3 separate regions of the Mus musculus genome follow, and regions 1 and 2 are each linked to region 3. A link is a contact called in public Hi-C and HiChIP or PLAC-seq data. All regions are on one chromosome and are shown on one strand. The core of a region is the stretch at or near the end of the contact, and the rest is flanking DNA. Distances in the headings are between cores, read along the strand shown. Region 1 has its middle 470 kb from the start of Gm31980. Region 2 has its middle 18 kb from the start of Gm31776. Region 3 holds the start of Pcdh17 (protocadherin 17).

What was found. Hi-C and Micro-C count contacts between places; a contact is called where the count stands out from the background. HiChIP or PLAC-seq counts read pairs in DNA pulled down with a chosen protein or histone mark.
Region 1: a contact with region 3 is called in a Hi-C map of cerebellar granule neurons, with 2.7 times the contacts expected there. The contact joins the enhancer-like site here to the promoter of Pcdh17 in region 3. A contact is called at or near these places in 1 of 39 promoter capture datasets (cranial neural crest), 8 of 484 Hi-C or Micro-C datasets (cerebellar granule neurons, cerebral cortex, cortical neurons and 2 more) and 1 of 115 datasets of contacts at active chromatin or transcription factors (astrocytes).
Region 2: an H3K4me3 HiChIP or PLAC-seq map of forebrain shows a contact between it and region 3, with 8 times the contacts expected there. The contact joins the enhancer-like site here to the promoter of Pcdh17 in region 3. A contact is called at or near these places in 4 of 39 promoter capture datasets (cranial neural crest, frontonasal cranial neural crest, hippocampal neurons and 1 more), 13 of 484 Hi-C or Micro-C datasets (cerebellar granule neurons, cerebellum, cerebral cortex and 5 more) and 5 of 115 datasets of contacts at active chromatin or transcription factors (PVALB interneurons, astrocytes, embryonic forebrain and 2 more).

What each region holds. Positions count from the first base shown.
Region 1 is chr14:80,843,778-80,847,615 of GRCm38.p6, reverse strand. No RefSeq gene overlaps it. Among named protein-coding and RNA genes, the nearest start is that of Gm31980, 470 kb to the right of the region's middle. Within about 2 kb of position 1,540, at least 26 of the 459 cell types and tissues checked have an H3K27ac peak or open chromatin away from gene starts, as enhancers often do. A contact at or near this core is called in cerebellar granule neurons, where this site is marked.
Region 2 is chr14:80,260,963-80,264,703 of GRCm38.p6, reverse strand. No RefSeq gene overlaps it. Among named protein-coding and RNA genes, the nearest start is that of Gm31776, 18 kb to the right of the region's middle. Within about 2 kb of position 1,658, at least 15 of the 459 cell types and tissues checked have an H3K27ac peak or open chromatin away from gene starts, as enhancers often do. A contact at or near this core is called in PVALB interneurons, cerebellum, cerebral cortex and 3 more, where this site is marked.
Region 3 is chr14:84,441,382-84,445,542 of GRCm38.p6, reverse strand. Pcdh17 (protocadherin 17) reads right to left here and starts at 1,980. Exons shown (of 4, transcript NM_001013753.2): 1 at 1-1,980. It overlaps Gm32498 (predicted gene, 32498), which reads left to right and starts at 2,139. Exons shown (of 4, transcript NR_168882.1): 1 at 2,139-3,018; 2 at 3,307-3,445.

The DNA.
Region 1 (3,838 bases), core at 291-2,790, 3.6 Mb after region 3:
TGCACTGCCAGCATGACGACCGACAAAGGCCACATCCATCCGGCCTCTGCTGGATAGAGCATAGCAGAAAAACTCAGACGTCTGAGGTCCTCTGGTGACCAGGCTCTCTGCCTTGCTCCTTCCGTTTGAGACCACTCATTTCCTTCCCAGAATGCCCCAGCCAGGCTCGGAGACAATAAAGCCCTAAGCACTCATTGCTAGTGCATTTCAGGTATCTTTTTCCTCTTGGAGGTTCAATTTCGCTCTGTTGAGGTCTCCTACCTGCCCCCCTCTCCCTGCCCACCTAGTTCTGCATTATTTCTTTATTCCTGTTCCCAAGCTACATCCCCAGTGAGCTTCTCTGGGTCTTGAAAACCTGAAAGATCTAAAAAAGATTGATTCAGACAGAGTCTTGTGCCCTCCACATCAAAGCTTGGTGTTCTCAGTGGGGATATGTATGTACCTTATCAACTTGGGCCTGTGCAAACTACTAAGGTACACTAAGGCAAGAATACAAGAAACTCCTTTTCTATGGTGACAGGAACATCACAAAACCCCGCCCCACCCCAGACAGCGTAGACTTCACTTGGGTTTCTCCGAACATTGGATGCAGCGTGCAAAACTCTCCCCTACCAAATCCACTCTGCTATCAATTTGTAAACATCTCAGCTCTGCCTGCATATATGAGCAAGCAATGCCAGCGCCACACTGTGCCCTTCTTTGTCCCTAGCCAAGTGCACCTGCTGCCCAGGGCTCGGCTGCTCCGGCATGGCTGCTGTTACTATGCCCTGCCACAGCCTGCCCTGCTGCTTGCAGTACTGGGGATACATCCTTACTAGTAGTGGTGGTGGTGGTGTGTGTGTGTGGGGGGGGGCATGTTTATTAGTTTTAATTTGTGAGCTTGGCTGGACAATGACATTTGGGGGGGTGGGGTGCTGTGTGTCATTCACCCTGCATCAGGAGATGGCTGCGGCGGCAGATGTAGGTATTTCAGTAGAGAATATAACCTACTGATTATTGTCTCCTCAGAAAAGCAGTCACTGCATAGCTCCCTCACCAGGAATATGGGAGCCCTATTTCCACTCTTTTCACACTTCATAAGTCCAGTGCTTTCCTAAGTGGAGAATTATATTTATTTTGGAATACAAGAACCTCATTAACAACATATTTCTACACTTCCTCCACAACCCATTAACACATAGTCTACAAAACTGAGTGCCTGATGATACAAGCATTTGCTTAACTTTACTGTTACAGCTCCCTAAGTTGCAGTGGGGTCATATTGTCCAAATAATGTCGTGGATATGTTAGCAAATCCCTCGAACAAATGTATTTTTCCAGTCAGATTCTTCTTCGCGTTAACTCAATATAACTATCCTCTCACGGTTGAGAATCCTCAAAGCTGCATAAATTTTCAATCTAGCTTATAGAGTTTTTCATGTTGATTCCCCCCCGCCCCTTTGCTTTTGTTGTCACATTACCCCCTTCTGCAGCAGGCAGGGGGTCATCCCGGAGGAGAGACAGGGAGCGCCCATACTCTTTCCAAGCAGCAGTGAATGCGTGGTTTGCAATTGTCTCTCTTTTATTCACCAGTCCAGCGCCCCGGTTCAAAATCACACACAAATGTAACCTCAAGGAACCACTGTTCATTTCAAGATTTTTTTACTCTCAATCCATTATCAAAGCACTGGCTTCACCAGACCATTTGAAACAAAAACTTGGCTCAAAGTTGTTGCTTTGTGCTTTAGTAACGGCGGTGTATGTCCCATATAGCTTCTGCTCTCTTACACATTTGTATCACGATCAGCTGCTGTGGGAATGAGCTGCGAAGACAGTACTAAGGCTGCCTTTGTGCAGAACCAGGAACTGTAAAACTCTTCTGCCACCTAGCGGAGCAACAAGAGTTGCAATCACCGGGGAATGCAACTATGTCTACAGGGCCTGGAATAAGCAACTTGTTAAACTTTGGCTACTGTCTAAAAGCAGACAATTAAAACATATACCCAATGTCCCCGAGTGTAGTAATTAAAAGAGACCTAAAAGTGATGATTTAATGATTCTAGATCTTTAAACAGTAAACGCCTGAGCACAAAGCCCTGTACTGATAACTAATTACAGTACTCCCAAATGTTGATTTCTCAGTGACCCAAGCAAATAAAACCATTGTTTGGAATTTCTTCCCAAGATTCTCAGGGCTTCTGTGTCTCACAGAACCACCATTCCAAAGCTGAATAAAGCCCCACAGTACGCTTATGGGATGGAAATTATCCTTCAAACAAATACAAGTCATGTGATAGCAAATATTCACAGCCACAAATGGCTGAATTCTCCTAGACCACATTCAAAGACAAACAACAAAAAATCCAAGGGTCTCACACATCATCACAACACAATCATTGAATGCTAGCTACAGAATGTTTTAAATAATGGCATTTAAAATCCTATAAAAAATAAACTAACAAATTATCAAAAATCATCCCAAACTCTGCTCTTATTGTTTTGACACAAGGAAGTCCTGATGGAATTCCCTATTGAAAAAGGAATTCTGTTCACCTTCTACAGACAAGCAATGGGAGGAGGAAGGAGTTCCCTGAGAAGACCCTGGGACACACTCTACAGAGCAGATGGCCTGGTTCCTCATGGATGCTCAGCATTCAAAACCAAGATTTAGCTAAGGCTAAAGGTGTAGAAACTGCCAAATCAAAATTTCTCTCTTCTCTAAAAATGTACAAGAAGAAAACAAAACCTATGCATAATTTATGGGTGCCCCAGGACAGTTTTAAATTATGCAGTCCACATACCCATGAAAAGTTGCCTAATATATCCCTTAGTTACTTCATGATGCTGATTGTGATTGTCCCCCTAAACCACACACACGCACACACACACGCACACACACACGCACACCAGTGCCTATTTCTGAGACCAGTGGGTTAGAAAAGCGTGCTTACCTCCATTGTGTGAAAAACATTTGTTTCTTAAGCAAACACACCAGTGAGCTGGGAAGCTCAAAGGCATTTGCTAGCTAAATGCTTCTTTTATCAACTCAGTGGTCTTCCTTGCTCAGAAAGCTTCTTAAACATGCATAATGGAATTAAAAGCACTCTCAATAAAGTTCATTACCTTAGTGGCCCTTCCCATCTTCCTGTGAAATTAACTGTGTCTCCTCTATGTACATCTACTTAAGGTAGTAATTTAATAGCAATAACATCTATACCAAGAGAGTTATTTTCCCCTTGGATCCACTTCACACTTGGAAATCTTTTTATGCTACTTAGAATAAAACCAGAAACGTGGTTTATATCCTTCTGTTGCAGGATATAATAAGGAAAGTAACAAAGGAAGAGAAGAGATGAAGTTTAAAAGCAGTGATCCTAGAAAAGCAGGCTGACACAGATATGTACTTAAACTGTTTAATGAGAGAGAGAAGGAAATGGATCCGCATAGCTTCCTCATTCAGTATTAGCTAAAATTGTATTTAACACTTTCCTTGCCTGGGCTTATCTCAGGAGCACTTCTCTTTTGTCTCTCTTATTCCTACCCCACCATACCACATCTAACTTTGTCCTATTCTGTTCAACAAATCATACTCAGTTTCTGCAGTTCACATATATTCCAGGGAGATATTCTTACTCCTGTGTTACAGCGAGGGTTATGACACACATGGGACTGTCCTCTCATTTTATGGCCAGCTCACTGAGGTTTTAAAATAATATATCCTACCTTCTCACGTGATTCAGGAAACATTTATCTATCCCAGCTCTTGGAGAAATCCATTTTGACTAATCACTATTCTCTTATTATTTTCATTAATTGAAGGTAGCCATGAGACTGTAGTCACCCTCACAGAATAGAAGAC
Region 2 (3,741 bases), core at 409-2,908, 4.2 Mb after region 3:
GGGGCACTCATCTCCCCCCTGTAACCACTCAAATGGAGAGCAGTCTGGCCCGGCACACATGAAAACTTCCTTGAACATGTTGGCTTCATTTTCTTGAGACAAAGTTATGGTTATGGAATGCCACAAGATCTTGTGTTTTAGTGACTCAGTTCACTCTAAATAAGTGACAAGATGGGGTAATTGTCAAAACTGGCAGTAAATGCAGGAAATTATGCAAGGCATCTCAGCCCCGTGAACCAAGAGAATATATAGTAGATGCTGCAAACAGACCTAGTAATTGAAGTCCACTTTAATAATATATACCTGCTCTTGTTTGTGGTCGTGCCAATGGTGGTGGCAGTGACAGTAATTAGCTACCCCATGTGTCTTGCAAACTGCCATTCCTAAGAAAATTGTTAAGTAGGCTCTCCTATAAGGATTACATGTCTTTTCTTTAAAAAAAAGAAAAATCTTCCTGACCTACAGAACAAGAAGCAATATTATATATCAAGATGTAACATAAGGAGTAGATAGCAAATTAATAACACTTTCTAAATGATGCTTCTGTATTCATCTCTTAAGAAAGAATGGCAACAAGGAGACAAAAGAAGGTTATTTTAAAGATAGTTTAAACAACGAGGCATCCTTGCTGATGTGGGAGTATAAGATACAAGTCACACGACCCCCCTCGATACTGTAGAAAATTATACCGAGTAAAAATTTGAACTTGCAAGAGATATTTTAAAATTCTGTATTTAACTACTAGCCATTTAATGACCACCCGTGCCTGAAACCACCTGAGCAGACTCCTGTAGCGATGTGTTTATCATGAACTTAACATCAGGAACTTAACCTAACCAATCACAGACCTTCTTCAATCCACTTAACACCCCTCCCCCTCCCCCCCCCCCCCCCCCCGTGAAAAGGAGCGTCAGCACCGCTTCACTCAAAACCAATTTCTATTAAAAATATTCTACGGATGTCAACTATCCTAGGAATAGATGCTAGGATCTTAGAGCGAAATGACACAGCACTGTCCTCACGTAGCCTAGAGTCTAGCAAAGAATGCAAAACCAAGATAAAGCACAATACAGGATGGACACTATTGAGGGTCTTAAGAAGGGTCCGTGCAAAGAGTTGCATCTGTTGCTGTGGGACACGGGAAAACTGTCATGGAGGAAGCTGTATTTTAAATAAGACTTAAAGAGCCAATGGCATTTAGAGATGAAGAATCAGAAAAGAGGAACTCCAGGGGCGAGAACAACAGTGACAACTCAAAAGCAAGAAAGCGTGGCAAAAAGTAACGCTCCAGCCTATCTGCATCACAGAACCGAACGGTGGCTCTGTGCAAGAGAGACAGCTAGGGAAGCAGCTAGTACTCAGATCATAACAAGCCACGAATGCCAGAGGAAGGAAATTGGACTGAATCCTGTAGGCGCTGGAGCACATTCAAACATTATTTCAGCAGGAAAAGTAGCATGAATAGAGAGTCCTCATCAATTAACTTGGCAATACTTTAACCTTAGCAGGTAATGGTAGTAGCAAGCTGGCCTCTGGGTGCCAGGCTCAGCTGCAAAGGTCAGCTACTGGGTTGCGTGTGCCTCTTGCTCCTGAGCCTGGGGAAATAACTACTTATTCAGACTGTCAGTCACTGGTTTGCTGGAGGCACCCTCTGTGCAGGGACAGTAAAGAGTGCTTCCCTTACTCAGTACTTAACAGCGGGATCTTGCTCTGCCCCACAGCTGTGATCTGGGACTAAGATGACAGGGAAAAAAGCCTCGGGAGAGAGAAGAGTAGATTTTGGACACCCCCACTTTTGCTGTATGTTTCTGTGAGCATGGCTGGCATAGCTAGTGGTCAATGTTAATTTTTCTGCACGAGATTAAAAACAAAAAACAAACAAACAAACAAAAAAGGTCTGTTGATTTTATGTTTCATGGCTAATCGATGGGGTCAGAGTGAGACTTTGAGACATGCCGAATGGGAAGAACCACAATGCTTTTGATGGCTTCCTTTTGAGTCCTAGCTGAGTCTACTTCTGGGAAGAAGGAAGGTCAAGGTGATGTTCTCTTCCAGACTCCCTGGCTCAGGCAGTGTCAACAGAAGAGGCAATGCTGGGGGAGGTTCCAGCTAAGCAGGAGCAAGGAGACGTGACATTTTTTTTTTTTCATTTTAAGGGCTTTTGAAGAAACACATCTTTTGGCTAAGGGACCCCAACTGCACCTGCATTTCTGCCGGCTCTTCACTTGCTTTTTATATCCTCCCAAGCTGCATGTGGATTTGCTGAAAGGTGGAAAAATATGCATCACCCTTAGGCATTAGAGAAGCCGGCAAGGGCAGAGAGGAATCGGTTGAGAATTCAGGAGACGCAGGTGCCCTGGGACCAGGCGTGTGGACCTCTATCCCAAATGGAGATGCATTCAGTCAGGCCTCCCCCTCTTCATTACTCCAGTGCTACCACAAATAATAGTTCCCAGTCATTAAACACATTCGGCACTGGGTGCACTACTTGTATGTGTGATGCTTAACTTTTCTAAAACCGCTAAGGAAGTCACTGTTGCAGAAGACCCTGAAGTTCTCAAGGTGCAAGGAGCCAGCACAATGCTGTGTACAAATACGCAACAGAAAAGCTTTGCGCCCCAGATCTCACATACTTAACTATTTGCTGGGGTTTGGCTTCTTTGTCTTACTTCGCTCACTGTGTCGTGCCAGAACCACTGTAAGATTGAAAATCAAACAACAGGGGCTTAGGAGAGAGCTCAGTACAAATGCTGGCCTTGCAAGCCCAGGGACCTGAGTTAGATCCCCGGAATTCATTCTCTCTCTCTCTCTCTCTCTCTCTCTCTCTCTCTCTCTCTCGCTCTCGCTCTCGCTCTCTCTCGCTCTCTCTCGCTCTCTCTCGCTCTCTCTCTCTCACACACACACACACACACACACACACACTCACACACACACACACACACACACACACACACACACACATACAGGAGCTCTGGAGACAGCTCAGTATATAAAATGCTCGTGGCATTAACCATGAGGACCTGGGTGCAAATCCCCAGAACCCACCTAAAATCCAACGAATGGTACATGCCTATAACACTACGGCTCTCTTGGCAACATAGGAGCTGGAGAGCAGAGAACCTCTGCAAAGTCACGGGCCAGTTAACCTCATATACAACAGCCAAAGAGATAGCCTACCTCATACAATGTGGAAGGCAAGGACTAAAACCCTCAGGCCTCTATGGGCATACTGGGGCCATACCTACATTCACACGCAAACACATTCTCACTCTCTCGATTGCTCTTTTTTTCTCTCGCTCTCTCTTCCTCTTTATGTGTGCATGTATGTCTGTTTCTGTCTCTCTCCCTCCCTCTTTCTCTCTGTGTATGTTTCTTTCAATCTTTCTCTGTCTCTCCCTCTCTCTCTCTCTTTCTAAAAATATATACAGGTATGGTGATTCATGTACTTATAATAGTAGACAGAAGAATTCTTGGGGCTTACTAACCAGCCAGCTTAGCCTACATAGAGAGCTCTGAGCCAGTGATAGACCCTATCTCTGACTTCTACATGCACATACTCATGTATAGGCACATATGTATGCATGTACATACACACACACACACACACACACACAAGGTACACAATATGGTAGGCAGACACTATATAATGTGAAAGGCTGAACAAATAGAAAATATCCTTGCTGTGATGTTCTCTCTGGTTAGGAACATGGTGGAGTAAGATGTGGATACACTTGCAAAATA
Region 3 (4,161 bases), core at 731-3,230:
GCGATTGATGGGAATGAATAGGGACGAAGAAAGAGTCACAGATACATATGTATATTTGAGGCTGCCCTGGCACACGGAGAAATGTCTGCTCGCTATGCAGGATGCTCGGCTTTCAGGCAGTGTATTGCTGCATTTAAAGATCTAATCTTGCCTTGCTGGTTTAGGCGGCGGCGGCAGCGGACTGCATCTCCGAGCCAAGTCTTTTTTTCTCTCTCCCTCTTCTTTTTCTCTCTTCTTTCCGAGCAGCCAGAGGGAGGGGAGGAAATGCAGAGGAAAAAAAAGTGTCCCGATTTGTAGTTTCCTCCCCCTACCAAGCTCCTCCCTCTCTTCCTCGGAGAGGGTTCTCCCCCAAAATCAAGAAAGCCACAGCCTGATCAGCATTTGCGCCGAGAGCCTATTGGGAGGAGAAAAATATAGAGATATATCTCCGCCTCTGTTCGTAGAACACTCTGGTGTGTCTCTATGCCAATCCGGGAGCCGCCACTACCATCCCATCCTCTTCCAGCAAGCAAAGACTTCTCTCCCTGCAGTTTAATTCCAGTTTGCTTTTCTTGCCAGGCGAAAGGAAATCAACAGGCAACTCATGGTTAGACGTGCAGATTTGAGGGGGGGGGGGAGGGGGGAGGGCAGACTAGAAAGGAGGAGGGAGCTACCCTCCCAGTCCTAGCACACACACACACACACACACACACACACACACACACACACTGCCCTGTCTCTCGCTAGAAGGGAAACAGTCTCTGCATTCACAGGGCTGGGCTGTCAAGTGGCTCTCTTTTCTTTCTATTCAGCACCTCCTTCCAGTGGCCCAGCCTCCTTTTCATCTAGAAAGGAAAACCTTGGCGAGGAACAAGAGTGGTGAATATTTGAAGAGAATAACAGTGTAGGCTTTTTCCCCCCTTATTATTATTATTATTTTAAATTGGAGGAGTAGAGTCGACGGAATACATCAAGGCTTGGCGTGATGCATTCTGCAGTCTGGCTCACACACGGTCTCTGGTCGACTTGGGAAAGGCAGAGAGGGTGAGGAGCTGCAGCCACCGCGGTTCTGCCAGGGCGCCCACCCGGGGAAACTACCTCCTCCACCTCCGAGGGGAGGTTAGGCACGGGTTGATCTACACATTATTTCCGCTTCTCCCAGCGCCTCGGTATACGGGAATGACACATCCAGAAATGCAGGTGTTCTCATCTGCGGGATGAGTCAGAAGCAGCGGAACGAATCGTATTCACTCTCCCCTCACGGTCCTCCCTTCGCAGTCCTTAGTTGAGGCTTCTTCTTAAGGCTTTCTCTGACCACTCAATAGGAAAAACAAAAACAAAAACAAAAAAAAAACAAACAACAACAACAAAAAAGCCGGAATCACGTCGGGGGTGGGGGAAGAAAAACGAGAAAAAGCGTGGGGGGAGGAAGGCAAAGCTGAATCCAGGAACACTTTTACTCTACCTCTTTCGGCCGGAGTCCGAGGCTCTGCAAAACAAGGCGTCTGCTTTGCTTACGAATATTTATTTGTTTTTTAAAAAAAACCTTTCCACTTGGTTAGGCGTGAGATGCCCCCAAATCTCTCAGTCTTAGGGGTGGGGGCACGTTTCCAGTAATGATTCACAGCTTAGCCCAGGATCATAGTTCAAGATTTTCCTCCCAACGGTCTCTGTTCACAAAGTCCAGCATCGGTGTGCATAGCTAATTGTGCAGTCTGTTGTGGAGGTTTTTTTTAAATTTTAATTCCTCCTTTTTTTTTTTTCTGTCACGAGTGGTCTCTTTCAGTCTAGTGCGGTGCCTGTCAGGATCACCCCAAAGCCTGAGAAAGACGTGCAGGTTTCAAACCGAATAAATCCATCTCCGCCAGCCAAGACGCGGAGGAAATGGAAGGTGAAAAATTCAATTCAACAGTTGGAGTACCGTCTCCGAGCCGCCCTCCTCCGCTGCGGCAGCCGCCGGGCTCGCAGTCCGGATTCTCTCCCCAGCGTCTCTTGCTGACTGACTCTATTCACCTCACGCCGCCGCTTAAACATTGATACTGATTCTCTGCCAGCCAATCGGCGTGGGGAGCCAGACCCTGCCTTCTCGGCCCACGCCCAATGGGAGGCGGAGAAACGGCAGGCGGGGGCGGGGCCAGCAGCCCCAGCTCTTTAGAGTCATTGACTAGCTTGAGTCCGACCGGAGAGCATCAAGGCCCGCAGAGCCCGCGCTAAGTCTCGGCGGCGGCGCCCAGGGCTGAGCCGTGGTAGCCCTGGTGTTTAGAGGGTGTCTTCCTCTAGAAAGAGAAAAGTTTGGCAGTGATTTGATTTCAACTGGGGATAGGATGTAAAGCCAGGCGTGGGGAATCACCGTATACTTTGCAGAGAGAGGCAGCTGCGGTCTTCCTGGTGCCTTCTAGTCCACACACCAACCCACGTCGTCAGCTTACACACAGACACACACAGACACACACACACACACACACACACACACAAACACTGGGCCAAGGGAGTTGCGGATTTTCTGACTCCTTGTGCACTCATCTGGAGGTGCGGAGTGGGTGCGTGCGCGCGCATGCGTGCGCGCGCCCGAGAGAGAGCGAGAGAGAGAGAGAGAGAGAGAGAGAGAGAGAGAGAGAGAGAGAGAGAGAGAGAGAGCGTGTGTGTGTGTGTGTGTGTGTGTGTGTGTGTGGTGTATGTACGCGTTTTCTCACGGTGGGATGTTTATTTCGGTGAACGCCAGGAAAGTGCAGTGTTAGAGATCTGTCTGTGCTAGCTAGCTCGGGAGCAAACACGCCGCAAGCAACTGTAATCAATATGTAACTTTCTTCATCCTCAGAGAAATCCCCGCTGTCCCCAGGCACCCATGCAAGGAAAGTCACTTGATTATGAAAGTGTTTCAGAAGAAAAGCAGACGCCGGTGGAGAGAGAGGCAGTGTCTCGAAGGAGGGAACAAGCCTCTCTTAAGACATGTTTTGCAGCTCCATGAAACTGAAATCTGGTTGAACAGTGTTTAGACTTCTACCTTTTAACCATCTCCTATCACAGCCCACATTCAAGGTAATCCAATGTCCCTTAATGTCCCTAGCTTTGGTGTCTAATTCACTTCTGTTCATCTTACTAAAATTCCAAATAGCAATTTGATATTTTTTTCAAATCAAATAGCATTGCTAATATGTATAAAGTCTCCTATTCATAGAAGCTGAACTTAGGCAAGAACTTATACCAGATTGAATGATGTTTGTTTAAATATTCTCTCTCTGTCTCTTTGTCTCTCTCTCTTCTTCCTCCTCTTCCTCTCCCTCCTCTTCCTCCTCCCCCCCCCCATTCTAAATTTCTCATCTCCAGCTTTAGAATCTCAAAGCTTGCTTTTGTCTGAACTGCTTTCACAAACATCCACAAGTTACGATCAGTTTTGGTTCTGATCTAGCAGTTCTGGAGCAGAGTTAAGAGGGACAAAGGAAAACAATCCGTTGAAATAGAGAAGGTGAGTATTTTGATTGCGACAGTATTGATTGTAGTTCATAAATACTGAAGTTAAGTTGCCATTTATAAATTGTGAATGACTACTATAAAAATATGTAACATGAATCATTCAGAATTTCAAAGAAAATCAAATCCAGACCAATTACAAGAATGCTCTGAATATTGTTTTGGGGATACTTGCTTAAAGGTTCAGATCAAGGAGCTATTAATTTCCCAGAGCTTCAAGGAGATAACATATAGTCTGATTTTGCAGTCTGGTCTCATTCCAAATGTACCATTCCCTTGAGAGACCAACAGCTCAAAAATTCAAAGAGAAGATCTTTTTAGTCAGACCTTCAAATTCAAAAATGTTCCTTTCTTGTCTTCCCTAAATAGGTTGTTTAGCATATATGTTTGTAGTCCACAGAGGACTCAGTCTTGCCAAAGTAAAGGCTGTTTTGCTAAGTTGTCTTTAACCACAAAGTCTTATATAGCCATAGCTTTCTTTATGTCTCTCTGGTTAGAAATATTGGTCCAATGCATGTGCTTTGGAAGTTGATTCTTGTAATCTTTATAACCAGAAACTGCCTATGGCATAGTGAACACACATTCACACATTCATTTATCAATTTTTATTTTGTATCTCCCTCTCCTCGCACCCTGCCTGAGTTCTAAGGATAAACACCAGCACTTTGCAAAGCTAAACAAGAGCAGTAGCTCTTAGATATATCTTCAGAA